Regions from separate parts of the Mus musculus genome. Here all the other regions are linked to region 3. A link is a contact called in public HiChIP or PLAC-seq data. All regions are on one chromosome and are shown on one strand. Each heading gives the region's core, a stretch centred on a gene start, on an enhancer-like site or on the middle of the called end of the contact. The rest is flanking DNA. Distances are from core to core; before and after follow the strand shown. Region 1 has its middle 5.0 kb from the start of Gm40135. Region 2 has its middle 25 kb from the start of Myoz2. Region 3 overlaps Bcar3 (breast cancer anti-estrogen resistance 3).

Region 1 (4,364 bases), core at 1,028-3,527, 940 kb after region 3:
GTGCATATGTGTGCATGCATGTGGAGGACACAGGTGAACCTCCAGCACCATTCCTCAAGCACCACCCAGTGTTCTAAGCAGGCTAGACGGGCTGGCAGCAAGCACAGAGACCCTTCTGCCTCCACCTCCCCAGGCTTGGGATTATAAGCCTGTGCTTCCGGGCCTCAGATCTGCCACACGGCTCTGTAAACCAGGCCCAGGTCCTTGCGTTTGCAATGTGCATTACTAACTGAGCAAGCTTCCCAGCCTTCTCCCCAACCCAGAGGTTTTATGCATAGAAAATGACTTCAGTGTTTTCATATATAAAATAAAAAGGGAAAGAAAAGAAACTGTATCCAAAATCATGACATGATTGTGGGATTTATTTATTTATAGGTTATCATACATGAGTAGTATATTTAAACCATTTCCACTCCACCATCTCTCGTTCTAATCCCTCATGTGTTGTATACACCCAATGCCTTATCAAGTTCATGATGTCTTCTGTTCTCTTTCTCTCCCCCCTGGCTTTTTTTTTCCCTTCGGTTTTTCAAGACAAGGTTTCTCTGAGCAGTCTTGGCTGTCCTGGAACTCACTCTGTAGACCAGGATATCTTCAAATTCATAGAGATCCACTTCCCTCTGCCTCCTGAATGCTGGAATTAAAGGTGTGTGCCACTACTGCCCAGCGATGTCTTCTTTAATTATTATTGTGACATGTGTGTGTGTGTGTAATACAACCTGATGAGTCCATTTAGTACATCAGATAAGTACATCAGATTCCATTTTTCTAATTACTTATCTCCAGTGAAGCTGGCATCCCAAATTAATGTAGCTTTTAAAAATAATATTTGTATTAGTTTTTTGAGAATTTCATACAATGTATCTTGGCATTTCCCTCCTAGATCTACTCCTGCCTCCTCAACAACTCCATACTCTCTCTCTCTCTCTCTTAAAGGTTCATTTATTTAATGTATATGAGTACATTGTAGCCGTCTTCAGACACACCTGAAGGGGGCATCAGATCCCATTTCAGATGGTTGTGAGCCACCATGTAGTTGCTGGGAATTGAACTCGGGACCCCTGGAAGAGCAGTCAGTGCTCTTTTAAGATTTATTTATTTAAATTATGTATGTGTGTACACTGTAACTGTACAGATGGTTGTGAGCCTTCATGTGGTTTTTGGAAATTAAATTTTACTCCGGTCAGCCCTGCTCGCTCCAAGCCCAAAGATTTTATTATTATACACAAGTACACTGTAGCTGACTTCAGACGCACCAGAAGAGGGCATCATATCACATTACGGGTGGTTGTGAGCCACCACGTGGTTTCTGGGATTTGAACTCAGGACCTTCAGAAGAGCAATCAGTGCTCTTAACCGTTGAGCCACCTCTCCAGCCCCACAATCTGAACTCTTGCCTGTGTGATGTACAGTATCTTTTCTATTTAAAGATTTATTTATTTATTAGATGGAAGTACACTGTAGCTGTCTTCAGACACCCTAGAAGAGGGCGTCAGATCTCATTACAGAGTGAGCCACCATGTGGTTGCTGGGATTTGAAGTCAGGACCTTCAGAAGAGCAATCAGTGCTCTTAACTGCTGAGTCATCTCTCCAGCCCGATGTACAGTATCATGAGGCCTCTGAATTTGCTCCCCAGGACTGTATCTTGTCCTCACTATCGCTCTAATACATTTGCTAACATAATATTCCCTTTCAAGTTTGATTATTTATACAACAAGTTGAGCCCAGCAGCAGAACAAATGATTAGGGTGCATAAAGCCGTGGGTTCAGACCCCAGCACTAAAATGAGAAAGAAGACAATGAGGTTTTGCCTAAACACACACGTAAGAGACAGTTTAAGATGCTGTTTTCCAAGGCTTCCACCCTACAAAATGCTCCATGAGATTCAGTTTGGAGCTGATTAACTGTATCTTAAAGCAGGCTCATCTTTCAGGGCTCAGCGGGGCCTCTCTCCCCATGACTTCTGTGATTACCTCTGTTTTCTCTCTCTCTCTCTCTCTCTCTCTCTCTCTCTCTCTCTCTCTCTCTCTCTCTGTCCTTTGCGCTTCCTCCTGGGTTTCTCTTTAGATCCCGTTGTCCCAGAGGAAAAACAAAAACAAGACAATCAAACAGAACACAAGATGCCTTGTATATCTAGTGTAGAAGAGAAATCGTGGCTCAGCTCTCATTAATCAACCGATTGGGTAGAGTTCACCAGCCGCTCACTTTGTCTTGTAAATAATTACTTAGAGTCTGAGGCCCATGAGCTCTGCTTGAAGTCTTCTGGCTCCATCTTCTGGATTAAATTGTAAGTATTTGGAGAAAGAACTGGGTGAAAGTCCACAGAGCAGGGTGGGACTTGAGGGAGTGAAATCAGGTGTCTGGGCTCAGGATTCCAGGAGCTCCTGACCCGTTCTCAATCACATCACCCCCATCCCCCACTCCCCCTACCCCCACCCCTGCCCAGCCGGCCTCAGGGAGACTGGCTGGGCCAGCTGCTGCCAATCTAGTGTTTTATCTGTGGGGTCATGACCTGCACTCTAGTGCTTCCTACTCTTCCCTGTCTAGACTTGCAGTCCACGGTCTGACATCAGTTCAGAGGCGCCCACCAAAGCCTCTGACAAGGGCCATTACAATAGCCAAGATGAGCTGAAAGCAAACAGATGAAAGCAGTAAAAATTAGAACTCACTCACCCGGAAAAGGCTGAAGGTGGATGAGCTCTTATTCTAACATCTTTGTACACAATACTAAGGCAGAAAAACTCTTCTGATTCTGTGCCGTTTATATTTAGCGGATACTTCAATATCTTGATCTTTTTTAAATGTATAGCAACAGGCTTTTATGAAGAAAGTCCATTTGCACTGTAGACTCCGTTCTAAGTTAACTTGCCCTTAGGCAAGGGCATGGCCCCTGCCCTTGAGGTCTGAGAAAAATCACAAAATGTCCCTGGAAGTAACAAAATAGACATAGTAGCTGCTGCTAGCTGATAACAACAGAGTGGGCTAAGAAAACCTAAGTCTTTCCTAGGTCAAGGTGCTCCGGTTTTGATGTACGCTCCCTCCTTATGGTTTAACCAGGTGCTGTAAACCAATTAGTTTAAAGACCTTCCACGGACCGGGCTCAATCGGCCCCCCTCAATTCGTGGGGAGTCAGGGGTTCCGGCAGGTGGACATAGAGTCGGCGAGAATGGGGTGACAAACAGACATGACACGAGAGAGTGTGTTGGATCTGAATGTAATGTCAAATTGAGCATCAAACTTTTTATACAGTAGAAAATAGGGAAGTTCGGTGACACATCGGCAAGGTACAATGAGATTACTGGATGCTTAATGACTATCACACAAAACAGGAATGCAAACACAAAGACTGGCAGGAACTGGGCAATAAAACAACTGAGACAAGGTCAGCTCTATCTAAGGTCAGCTATATTCTAGGAAGCCAGGTGTGAGGTCTTTACACTCCCAGGGCAAGGGCTTTCATGCCCAAGTCATGGCTCTAATTAGGGAGTTCCGTTCTAGCTAACCTTCTCATGAATAATGCAATACTTTAAAACCACAGCTTGATCTAATTCCTAAACCATTGTAAATTCCTGTATATGGGAGTGACTTGGCTTTTATTCTAAGTGATTGTGTGTGGGGACTTTCTACTAATAAGTAATGTAGTCTGCCATACATAACTATAATAAGAATTCTAAACTTGGGGCTGGTGAGGTGGCTCAGCGGTTAAGAGCACTGACTACTCTTCCAAAGGTCCCGAGTTCAAATCCCAGCAACCACAGTAACCATCCATAACGAGATCTGACGCCCTCTTCTGGTGTGTCTGAAGACAACTACAGTGTCCTTACATATAATAAAGAAATAAATCTTTAAAAAAAAATTCTAAATTTACGTTGCTAAGCTTGCCCTGAGATTTCTAACTCTATGTAGTATATAGTAAGGCCTGATTTCTTTCACTATCTCTCTTACAATACTAGAGGCAATTCTGAATGTCACTGAATAGGCAACTTTCTTACCAAGACCAGAGTCAGCTCAAGGACTACCTAGGGTATTGGTGAAGGCCAAGAAGCAAAGTTCCATTTTGCTTAGGTATTTGGCAAGTCATTGCTTGGAGGCACCTATAACGAAACAATACTGAAAGGAAGCACACAGATCCATTCACCAGGACAAAATTGGAGCATATGTGCTATGGGATGCCACAGTTCCAGGAGACTAAGTTTCCAAGAAACTCTTCTCCTTGGGACTGCTTCCAGGTTTCTAAACCTGTCAAGCAAGTCACTACTGGAGTGGATGTAGCAAAGACCAGCATTCCTTTACCCTCTCAGGTAACACCAAGGCTTAGAAACACCCGCTTGCAGTTTTCCCCCTGCTTGCAGGGTTTTTCCCC
Region 2 (4,739 bases), core at 1,210-3,709, 580 kb before region 3:
GTGTCTTATTTTGGAATTCAGAGTTTAGAGGGTGAACTAATGTCACACTGCGAGGCAGTGAAAACACCCTTTCTAAGGTTCAGAAAAGGATTGTGTTTCTTTACCGTCCTTTCATTTTTGATGGAAAAAATTGTCCTTGGGGGCTTCAATAGGGAATCAAGAGTAAGCATAGCTCCAATTTCTTCTGTCTCTTGCTCTTCTGTTTGATCTCCCCAAAATCTGCCCCCGCCTAGGAATGAATATCCTTGCCAAAAAGAAATGACTGAGAAATGTAGGGTTTACTCAAGAGTTTATGCAAATGAAGGGAAAGGGAAACCATTGAAAAAGCCTGTTAGACAGTGCCCACTTCTCTTTCCCAGATCCTCCCCCACCAAGTCACCAGCAGCAGCTTTAGTCCCCTCCCTGCAGCAACAACTGATGCCAAACCTTACTCAGAAAGCTCAGACTCTGTCCCCGATAGGCCAAGTTTGTCTGTGATTTTTCTCTTCCCTCAGGGTTAATCCTCCATGCCATCTCTACCCTGTCCTGCAGGGAGGCAGATGCAACCTGGATGGACATGGAGATCCAGTTCTGCCTCTGAGGAGATGCCGAAGTTGTGCTACAGGTTGCTCTCAACCGCCAACAAGCCTTATCATTCACAGCAAAAGCTTTGCTGAGTACGTTGAACGTTTACCACCACCCTTTGGATTTGAAGCTGGCCTGGCCTTCCCACATTTTAGCCCCTGGCAAACATTCTGCTTACTGCATGTTTTCTCTAACAGCCCCATCGCCTCCAGAACCCAACAGGTCTCAGGTTCCTATTTGCTTGACCCCTAGTAGATTACAAATTCCATGAGTGTAGGCGCTGGGGGCTTTTGTAGCTCAGCACCCAGTACAGAGCAGGACTCCATTAAGTACCCCGTGTATTCGTAGAATTAAGGAGTGAATGGAAAATGTGGGCTTTTCCACAGGTCATCCTACTGAGGGAATATGTACTGTGGTTTTTGTGGACAGTCCCAAGTATCAGCAGTCTACAATATGAAATCTGTCACAGGAAAGATCCAGTGTGATTTTAACTTTACCTCAGGATTCTCTCCTTGCCAGTCCTCCTCTAGAGCCTCACAGGAGATGCCATCATGGAGTCGTCATTTCATTTGCTGGCTTTCTTCTCTTGTTCTTTCAAAGCACAAGGCAAAGCAAACATAATATCTGGAGGTAAACAGACAAATAAACTAGATTTCACTATTCAGCCTTGTGGTCTTTAGAAATGTCTTAGCTGTGCAATGGTGGCACATGGCTGTAATCATTGCACGTGGGAGGAAGAGGCAGGAGGGCTATGGAGTTCAAATTATATACTCACCCCAGCTTGGTAGTATATAATCACAAGTACACTGACATACACACACACCAGTGGGGAGAATAAATTACCTTTCACTTCATTTTCCTTATGATAGAATGAAGACTCTTACCATAATAGTATTGTCAAAGAATTAGTTGGCACATATGGGCCCTCCTGGCACATACGAGAATTCTGTATATGTCAACATTAATCCTGTTAAAGTCTTTCTTTTCACTTTTGCGGTAACTGGACTATGCTCTGGAAGTTCGGTGTGATTCTCAGTTTCTTGCTTTCTTCATACTGTCAGATATTTTCTCCCTACAGCTGATTTTAAGTCTCCCTTGCCCTCCCTTGTTCCCTTCTCTGTTTCTACCCCACCCTTTTCTTGTTTTGGTGAGAATCTCTCCTGTAGCCCATGCTGACCTTGAACTTGCTGTGTAGACACGGGTGACCTTGAACTTCTCATCCTCCTGTTTCTACCTCCTGAGTCCTGAACTTGAGAACAGACTTTTCCAGACTTTGCAGCCAAGTTAATAATATGTCTTGAGATAACTTCAGACTTTTACTAAAAACCCTGCTGTCCCAGTGTGTGCTCAGTCTGTTTAAGTTTAACCCACCTTTAAGAGAACAATGTAACCAATCTTAATATTCCTTGAATTTTCCATGTGATCAGATTTTATAACCTAAGTTAACACATAGCTTTAATCTTAAATTACCTTATCTTCTGTGTCCCTGACACAGAATGATGTGTGTGTGTGTGTGTGTGTGTGTGTGTGTGTGTGTGTGTGTGTGTTGTGGTAATGATTTGTTGAGAGCAGCTAACAGGTTGGAAGCAACCTTAAAACAAATAGCCACCATCGATATTGCAAGCAGCATGTGGCTATGGATTGATAATGTCTGTTTACAATGTCGAGTGCTACACTCTTGAGTCATATGGGGCAGCAACTGCTACCCTTGTGAAATTCGATTGAAGAGTTTGTCTAAAAAGAAAATAATAATCCCCCATTCCTTTTCCCCATCATGTTTTCTGTGCTGCTCAGTTACCATAGAACAAAGCCTTTTGGAAGAACCAGACACAGTATCAGACACAAGCACAGATTCAGACAGACACAGGCACAGCTCACAGGCATAATGAACAGGGCACAGCTTTAGAGATGTACAACAGGCAGATCACAGATAGGCCAGTAACCACCAACTACAGGCAGACAGAAAGCAGGGAGAGAAAGTGGAGAACTCAAACTTGGGCTTGCTCTTGGTCAAATTAATCCAAGAGGAAGTAACTTTATTTTCATTGTTTATGCATCAAAGACATCTTCAGAGGCCATCTTTAGTGCATTAACCAATGCAGACCCCCAGCCCTGCATAACCCCAGTGTGGGATTCCATACCTGCCATCCCAGAACTCAGGAGGTGGAAACAGGAGGATGAGAAGTTCAAGGTCACTCTTGACTATAGCTTCCCCGTCCCACATAAAAGATGCTCTCTCAGCTCTCACTATGGTCCCTGGCTCTTACAGTTTTTCACCCTCTCTTCTCTGATGGTCCCTATGGCTCAGGTATAGGGATCATACAGTATAGTGGTGTAGATATGTCAGGTGGGGTCAGTTAGTCACCAGCTGGAGCTTTCTGTAATGGACCCCATCTGCTGAAGAAGCCAGAATCTGAAGGTACGTGTAGGATTTTAATGAACTACTCATCTTTCTTGAGCCTTTCCTCGTCTTTAAGACCTGAGGAAAAATGGCCTTCTATACATGGAGTTCCCGTTTGTTTCTTTTAAGTGTCTTTGCAGTGTTGGCTTAGGATCACTTGAAAATACCTACTGTCTTCAGATTCTCCCAGCTTCAGGAGAATGTGGAAAGCCAGTCTTCAAACACATACAAAACTAGTTAATAGTGAGAAGTTCTAAAGAGACTTTTTTATATACCCTGCTTATTGTGCATACTGGACAGGAACGCCACCACCAAGCTCATCTCTCTCTTACTTTTGCTTGATGTGGAGTCTTGCTAAATTGCACAGGCAGGCTGGCCTCTGAGTTGCTATGTATACCAAACAATCTTTGAATGTGTGATAGCCTTAGCTCCTGAGCAGCTGGAATTACAAGTGTGAACCACACCTGGCTTTATTGGCCAGAGGTTAAACACAGGTAATATCTCCAGGGAGGGGCAATGTACATAGTACAAGCAAGTTTATTTTTGGCTCTCCCTTGGGCTGCAGGTATAACCCTTTTATATTCTGACTTTATAGCATGTGGGCCTCTCAGCAAGCTTCTCATGGTGTCTAAACCCTTGGCTTTCTTGTCTATCTTCATAAAAGATATACAAATGAATTCTCAGGTTCGTTCAGGTCAGGAAACACCTTCACTATAGGATTTCTGAGGCAGGAGATTTGTATATGGATGCCTTGGTTACATTATTGTTCTTTACTCTTTTATCTTTGGGCAATGAAATGTTGCTAGAGAAGAGAGGATAAGAAAGCAATGTCAGTGGGGCAGTGGTGGCGCACGCCTTTAATCCCAGCACTTGGGAGGCGGAGGCAGGTGGATTTCTGAGTTCGAGGACAGCCTGGTCTACAGCGTGAGTTCCAGGACAGCCAGGGCTAAACAGAGAAGCCCTGTCTCAAAAAAACCAAAAGCAAGCAAGCAAGCAAGCAAGCAAGCAAGCAAAGATCAGGAAGAATATTCATTTGGGGCAGGGATCTCTCACACATTCCAGGCAGGGCTTAACCTGTTTTCTTTGCCTTACCCTGCTTATGATTTTTGCCAAGTTGGTTTCACAGTGGGAAAGCTGATTGTTTACACATGCTCAAACATTTGCTCGCTGACCCCACGGTTGGGTGCACCTTTGGGATAACCAAAGATAAAGAAGCTAAGATGAATTTAATTTTATCCATCTCCTGTAGACTGTTGAAAATAAACAACAACACATAGAAGCAGGAATACGTATACCTCATCGTGCACGGTTTCCATAACACAGACACAGAAGCTCTCACACAGTTCAAGGCTTGTAACCATGCTACAGCACCGGCTCAGCCAACCCTCTTCGGAACCAAACAAGGAACTACATGACTCCCAGCCCAGTGGGAACTACATGACTCTACAGCCCAGTGGGAACTACATGACTCGGTCAACATCACAGGATAGAACCGCTCCTAGGAATATAGCTCCCGATTTGGGCATAACAATTTCTTTCCACTATGCCATGTGTCTGGGTAACACACAATTTCTATTTCAATAGAAAATGATGAGTGTGTTCAACACACAGTGTACTTTATGAATGTAGCTTATGTGTCAAAGCTAATTTCTAGTATCTGAGTGCCCTTTCCGGTTCACTAGTTAGGAACCAGTATACAGCCAGGGATGCTGGCACATGTCTACAAATCCACCAGCTACGGGGCTGAGAAGAAAGGTTGGTGAGGTGGAGGCCA
Region 3 (4,292 bases), core at 1,723-4,222:
TGTTGAGATCTTTGCCGCTCTGGGTTCACAAGCACCTGCTGTGCCCTGGCGGATGCAGAGTCTCTAGAAGCAGGCTCTTCAGTGTGACAGACACTCAGGCATCTGCATCTCAGGTTGACAGTTTCCCCAGATTTCTCAAGGGGGATGAGGGATGATGGCTGTTAAATGGTCTCTTTCAGGAAACAACATCGATCTGCCCAACACAAAGACTAAGTACAGTCTTCACAAATAGATTCCTTTCTATTGGACATCAGATCCCTGCACCTCCCCCCAACAAGTTTATGATTCTCCAAACAGCTATTAAAATTGCATAGCTGAATAACATGAAGCAATAGGCAGCCTTGAGTTTTCTTTCATACTGTTATGCTTTATAATTCTACCCTAGATATCGCTCTATCACAAACACCTATCATCTCCCAGTATCCCCTTGGAAATGCTGTATTTCACACGCTTCTGTTTCTATACCATGGCATTACAGTAAAAATTAAAAGAATATGCACATAGGCTGGGGCTGTAACTCAGTTGGCAACGTACTTGCCTAGCACAAATGAAGACCTGGCTTCCATACCCCAGCACTGCATACACTATATAGTATTCTCCTATACTCCCAACACCTAAGAGGATACGAGTGCAAGGTCATCGGTCTAGGATCTTACGTATCCTAGTTCCTGTCTCAAAAGGAGGAGGAGGAGGAGGAGGAGGAGGAAGAAGAGTATAAGATGTAGGGATTTCAACTTCTCAGTTAGTCTCAGACTACCTGGCAGGCTTGGGTGGGCATCTTTTAGTAGAAAGCCATGGGCCATCTTCCCAGGTCAAGAGGCAGAATCATGATCCTTGATATAACATTTCAGGGGACTCCTCTAGATCCCCTGTAAGTCCCTGGGAGTCTAATCCATCCAGGGTGGTTCAGCATCTCCTTTGCCAGGCTGCCTCCCATTCCACAGTAACCATGCAGACATCACATGCAGAGCAAAGCTTGTTTCCATCATCTCTCCTTCTGGGTTTTCTCTGCTGTACACACTGCCTTTTCTTTCCCTCCTACTTTTAGTGAGAACAACATAAAGAGCTGACAGGCAACGACTACAGAAGAGGCACAGCGGTCCCTCTGCAGCGGAGCCTTCGGGGAGTGCCCCACCCCCATCAGGACCAACTGAGCTCTTTCCCATCTTACAGGCAATCTTACAGGCACTTCTGCAAATTGGCACCTTCCAAAACTGAGCCTGGAGACAGACATCCACGTGGCTCTAAAGAGACTCCGAACATGTTCCAGGCGTCAGTGCTGCGCCAGTAGCTAGCTGAAGTGACCTTGGGAGATGACTTGACCTCTCAAAACCTCAAGCTGCTCCCCAAACATACCAGGTGATTACAGGCAACGAATGATAACATTATAAAGCCTGATCCCCAATACATGCAAGGCACAGTCTGCAAATGTGAGTTTCCATTCCTCTTTGAAGAAAGGCACTAGAAACCATCCTCTGTCGCTGACAACTCTCAGATGCTGGGCGACCCGGACCTCTGTCCTCAGAGAAGGTGGACAATGACTGAGTCACTGCCGGACTGCAGCTGGTGCTGAGGACCCTTCTGAGTTTTTAAAACTAGAACTAAAGAGGAGATAGATGATCAAGAGTATTTAGCATTAAAAGTATATTTTAATCCTCAACTTCAAAACCTGATAATCGGAAGACATACGAAGGATCTTTAATCACACTTGCTCAGATGTCTCAGAGGGTCCCCTGCATCATCGTTATCTGATGAGCTGTTGATGGAAACAGGCAGGACACAAAGCCACAGTATTTGTCTCCATGCTCACCCCAAAGCCCATCTACTATTGGATACCCCTGTTCCAGCCAACCTGACTGAGTACCTATGGGTAATTCGTGAGATCTGGGTGATACCCCACCACCACCCCTGTCATTGTCCCTGTCTCTGGCTGCAAAATTAGACTTTAGTCTATGTTCTGACCTGCTGTCCTGCCAATCTCACTCCTCCAACACCTCCATGCTGGGTGGCTGTTGCCATGACAACCGATCTTTGGCTTCTGCTTAGAGTGCCCTGAGAACCATCTCCCAGGTGCCTAATTTCTTCATACTGCTCTGGTCCAAATTTCTGGACTGTCTGATTTTAACTTATTTCTAGAGTCATGTTGTGTCTAGCCTCATGAAGATTGTGCCGTTCTCCCCCCACCACCACCACCACCATCCATGCTGTTCTAATTTATACTGCCTGTCTGTATTCCCCGGAGAAACTATTCTCTGCCTCCCCTAAGCCTGCAACAGCAGGAATCCACCAGTCACAGTGAGGATTGCTTAGGCACAGGGCAGGCAGGCACCGAGGGAGACCACACTCATTCCAACCCTGACAGAAAACAGTGGAATTAATCCCTTCGCAATAAAGTTTAGCTACCTGAATGAAAAACACTTCAGTAGAAAAATGGTCTTTTGTCAGTCAGAAACAACCTGGCTATTATCATCTGAATGAGACAGTGATTAATCCTGCATTCTGCCAAAACAGCACTGAAAATCAGTCTGTATTAGGAGCTCTTAACTGGGAGGTGAAGTATGGCTTCTATGATCCATACGAACCACTGGGTGATAATGTGCTCACTGGAGAAATAGGTTAGAGCTTATACTCAATTCCCAAACACTTAGGGGACCTAGAAGTCCCCACTGATTGGTTATCCACTTTTTAAAAAAGTAACTTAATAGATAAAGTGTCTGTGTGTATGCATGCGCGCATGTCCAAGCTTCCATGTGGGAATCTATTGTCTCCTTCACCCTGTGGGTTCTGGGGAATCAAACTCAGGTCAGCAGGTTTCATGGCAGGTACCTTTACCTGCTGAGTCAGGTCACCAGTCTAAGATTCAGAAAGGCTTTCAATAGCCAGTAGAAAGGAAGTGAGCAAAATAGCCTAGTGATCATGACTGGACCTGCAAAACACTTGTCTGGTTGCCATGGACACCGGTTGGCTTAGCAGGGCTGTGACTGGTAAGAGGAGGAGCCAGGCAAGCAGTGTTGAGACCCCTTATGGCTGTGAAGTAGCTTTCCCCTGTGAAAAAGACAAGCCCTTGTGCTCCTCTGGTGGGAGGGCCTTGTGTATCACAGTAAATGTGTAATATGTACAAGTCTGATCTCAGCAACCTCTTGGCAGCCACACATCTGGGGAGTGCATCTAGAAAGGCCATGGCGGTCACCCACATCTCTCTACCTCATTTCCTAGTGTGTGATGTTCCCAAGGGCCAGAATTTCTGCTGAGAATTCTACCAGTGTCTCGTTTAGCACACTAGGAGGGGGGCATCATTATCACCATGGTCTGGGCAGCAAGCAGTAGTTCTTAGAATGAGTAATGAGAGCAAGCCAGAACCTGCTTTATCTGATGTGCTAACAGAAGCATCACACCTGACTGCCAGGACCAGAACACTCTAATCTAAAGCAAATCCAGGAGGCAGACCTCCCCTCATCCAGTGACAGATAGTCCAGCAGCACAGGTTGAGGGTTCATCCGCAATGTCAGGGATACTGGACAACATATAACAGTCAGGGAAGTGTAGCTCATAGATTGGGGATGCTGAGAACAGAATCTCTGGACCAGGAGGCAGCAAGCCTCAGGTGTTGAGCACAAGCCAGGAACACCTCTCTGTGTATAGACCTCCTGTGCCCTTGGTGGGGAAAGGCCGGATCCGAAGGCTCTCTGTGAGAGACTGCATTGATCGGCAGCCAATGTCTTCACTTCCTTGATGGCTGCCAAGTACAACGATGTCTTCAGAAGTGACATCTAAAAGGTCAATATTTTCTTTACTTGGTGCCTAGGGTGAGGACAATGGGTTGTTTTTGCCAGTGTTCAAAGGCTAGTAGAATGCCACCAACCCCCACCCTGTCCCTGTGCACCTTACGGCACTCCTTCCAAAGTAAGTGGGAGGGCTGGGTGGAGGAAGGGGGAGGTACCAGGGTGAGCAGCAGGAATGGGTCTGGAGAGTCTGGATCATTATCTGGAACACTGTGTCTTAGGGCTGGGTCACTTGCGATAACAGATGTAGAAATCTTTCCAAGGCCACACAGGTGATAATCAGGTGATACACAGCTCTCCCAAGGGCCCACTTCTATCTCCTCTGTCACAGTGGCCACCACGAAACTATCCAGCCCATAAATAAACCAAAGAGAGTGAAACTGCAGAGAGCTGTGTACAGGTTTTAAGAAGATGGAAAAGGGTATGGGGAGGAATATCTGCAGAGTTTAGCAGTCATGTGTCAACACAGTATATGTGTATCCCAAGAAGACAGAGATAATTAGAAAAATA

The links. HiChIP or PLAC-seq counts read pairs in DNA pulled down with a chosen protein or histone mark.
Region 1: an HNF4G HiChIP or PLAC-seq map of pancreatic cancer cells shows a contact between it and region 3. The contact joins two enhancer-like sites. A contact is called at or near these places in 1 of 484 Hi-C or Micro-C datasets (the N1E-115 cell line) and 2 of 115 datasets of contacts at active chromatin or transcription factors (extraembryonic endoderm stem cells and pancreatic cancer cells).
Region 2: a FOXA1 HiChIP or PLAC-seq map of pancreatic cancer cells shows a contact between it and region 3. The contact joins two enhancer-like sites. A contact is called at or near these places in 2 of 39 promoter capture datasets (both in liver) and 1 of 115 datasets of contacts at active chromatin or transcription factors (pancreatic cancer cells).

What each region holds. Positions count from the first base shown.
Region 1 is chr3:121,538,089-121,542,452 of GRCm38.p6, reverse strand. No RefSeq gene overlaps it. Among named protein-coding and RNA genes, the nearest start is that of Gm40135, 5.0 kb to the left of the region's middle. Within about 2 kb of position 2,277, at least 59 of the 459 cell types and tissues checked have an H3K27ac peak or open chromatin away from gene starts, as enhancers often do. A contact at or near this core is called in the N1E-115 cell line and pancreatic cancer cells, where this site is marked.
Region 2 is chr3:123,057,746-123,062,484 of GRCm38.p6, reverse strand. No RefSeq gene overlaps it. Among named protein-coding and RNA genes, the nearest start is that of Myoz2, 25 kb to the right of the region's middle. Within about 2 kb of position 2,459, at least 22 of the 459 cell types and tissues checked have an H3K27ac peak or open chromatin away from gene starts, as enhancers often do. A contact at or near this core is called in pancreatic cancer cells, where this site is marked.
Region 3 is chr3:122,474,586-122,478,877 of GRCm38.p6, reverse strand. All of the region lies in intron 3 of Bcar3 (breast cancer anti-estrogen resistance 3), which reads right to left. It overlaps Gm34349 (a long non-coding RNA gene), which reads left to right. Exons shown (of 2, transcript XR_376033.3): 2 at 1,049-2,417. Among named protein-coding and RNA genes, the nearest start is that of Gm34349, 3.5 kb to the left of the region's middle. Within about 2 kb of position 2,972, at least 172 of the 459 cell types and tissues checked have an H3K27ac peak or open chromatin away from gene starts, as enhancers often do. A contact at or near this core is called in the N1E-115 cell line and pancreatic cancer cells, where this site is marked.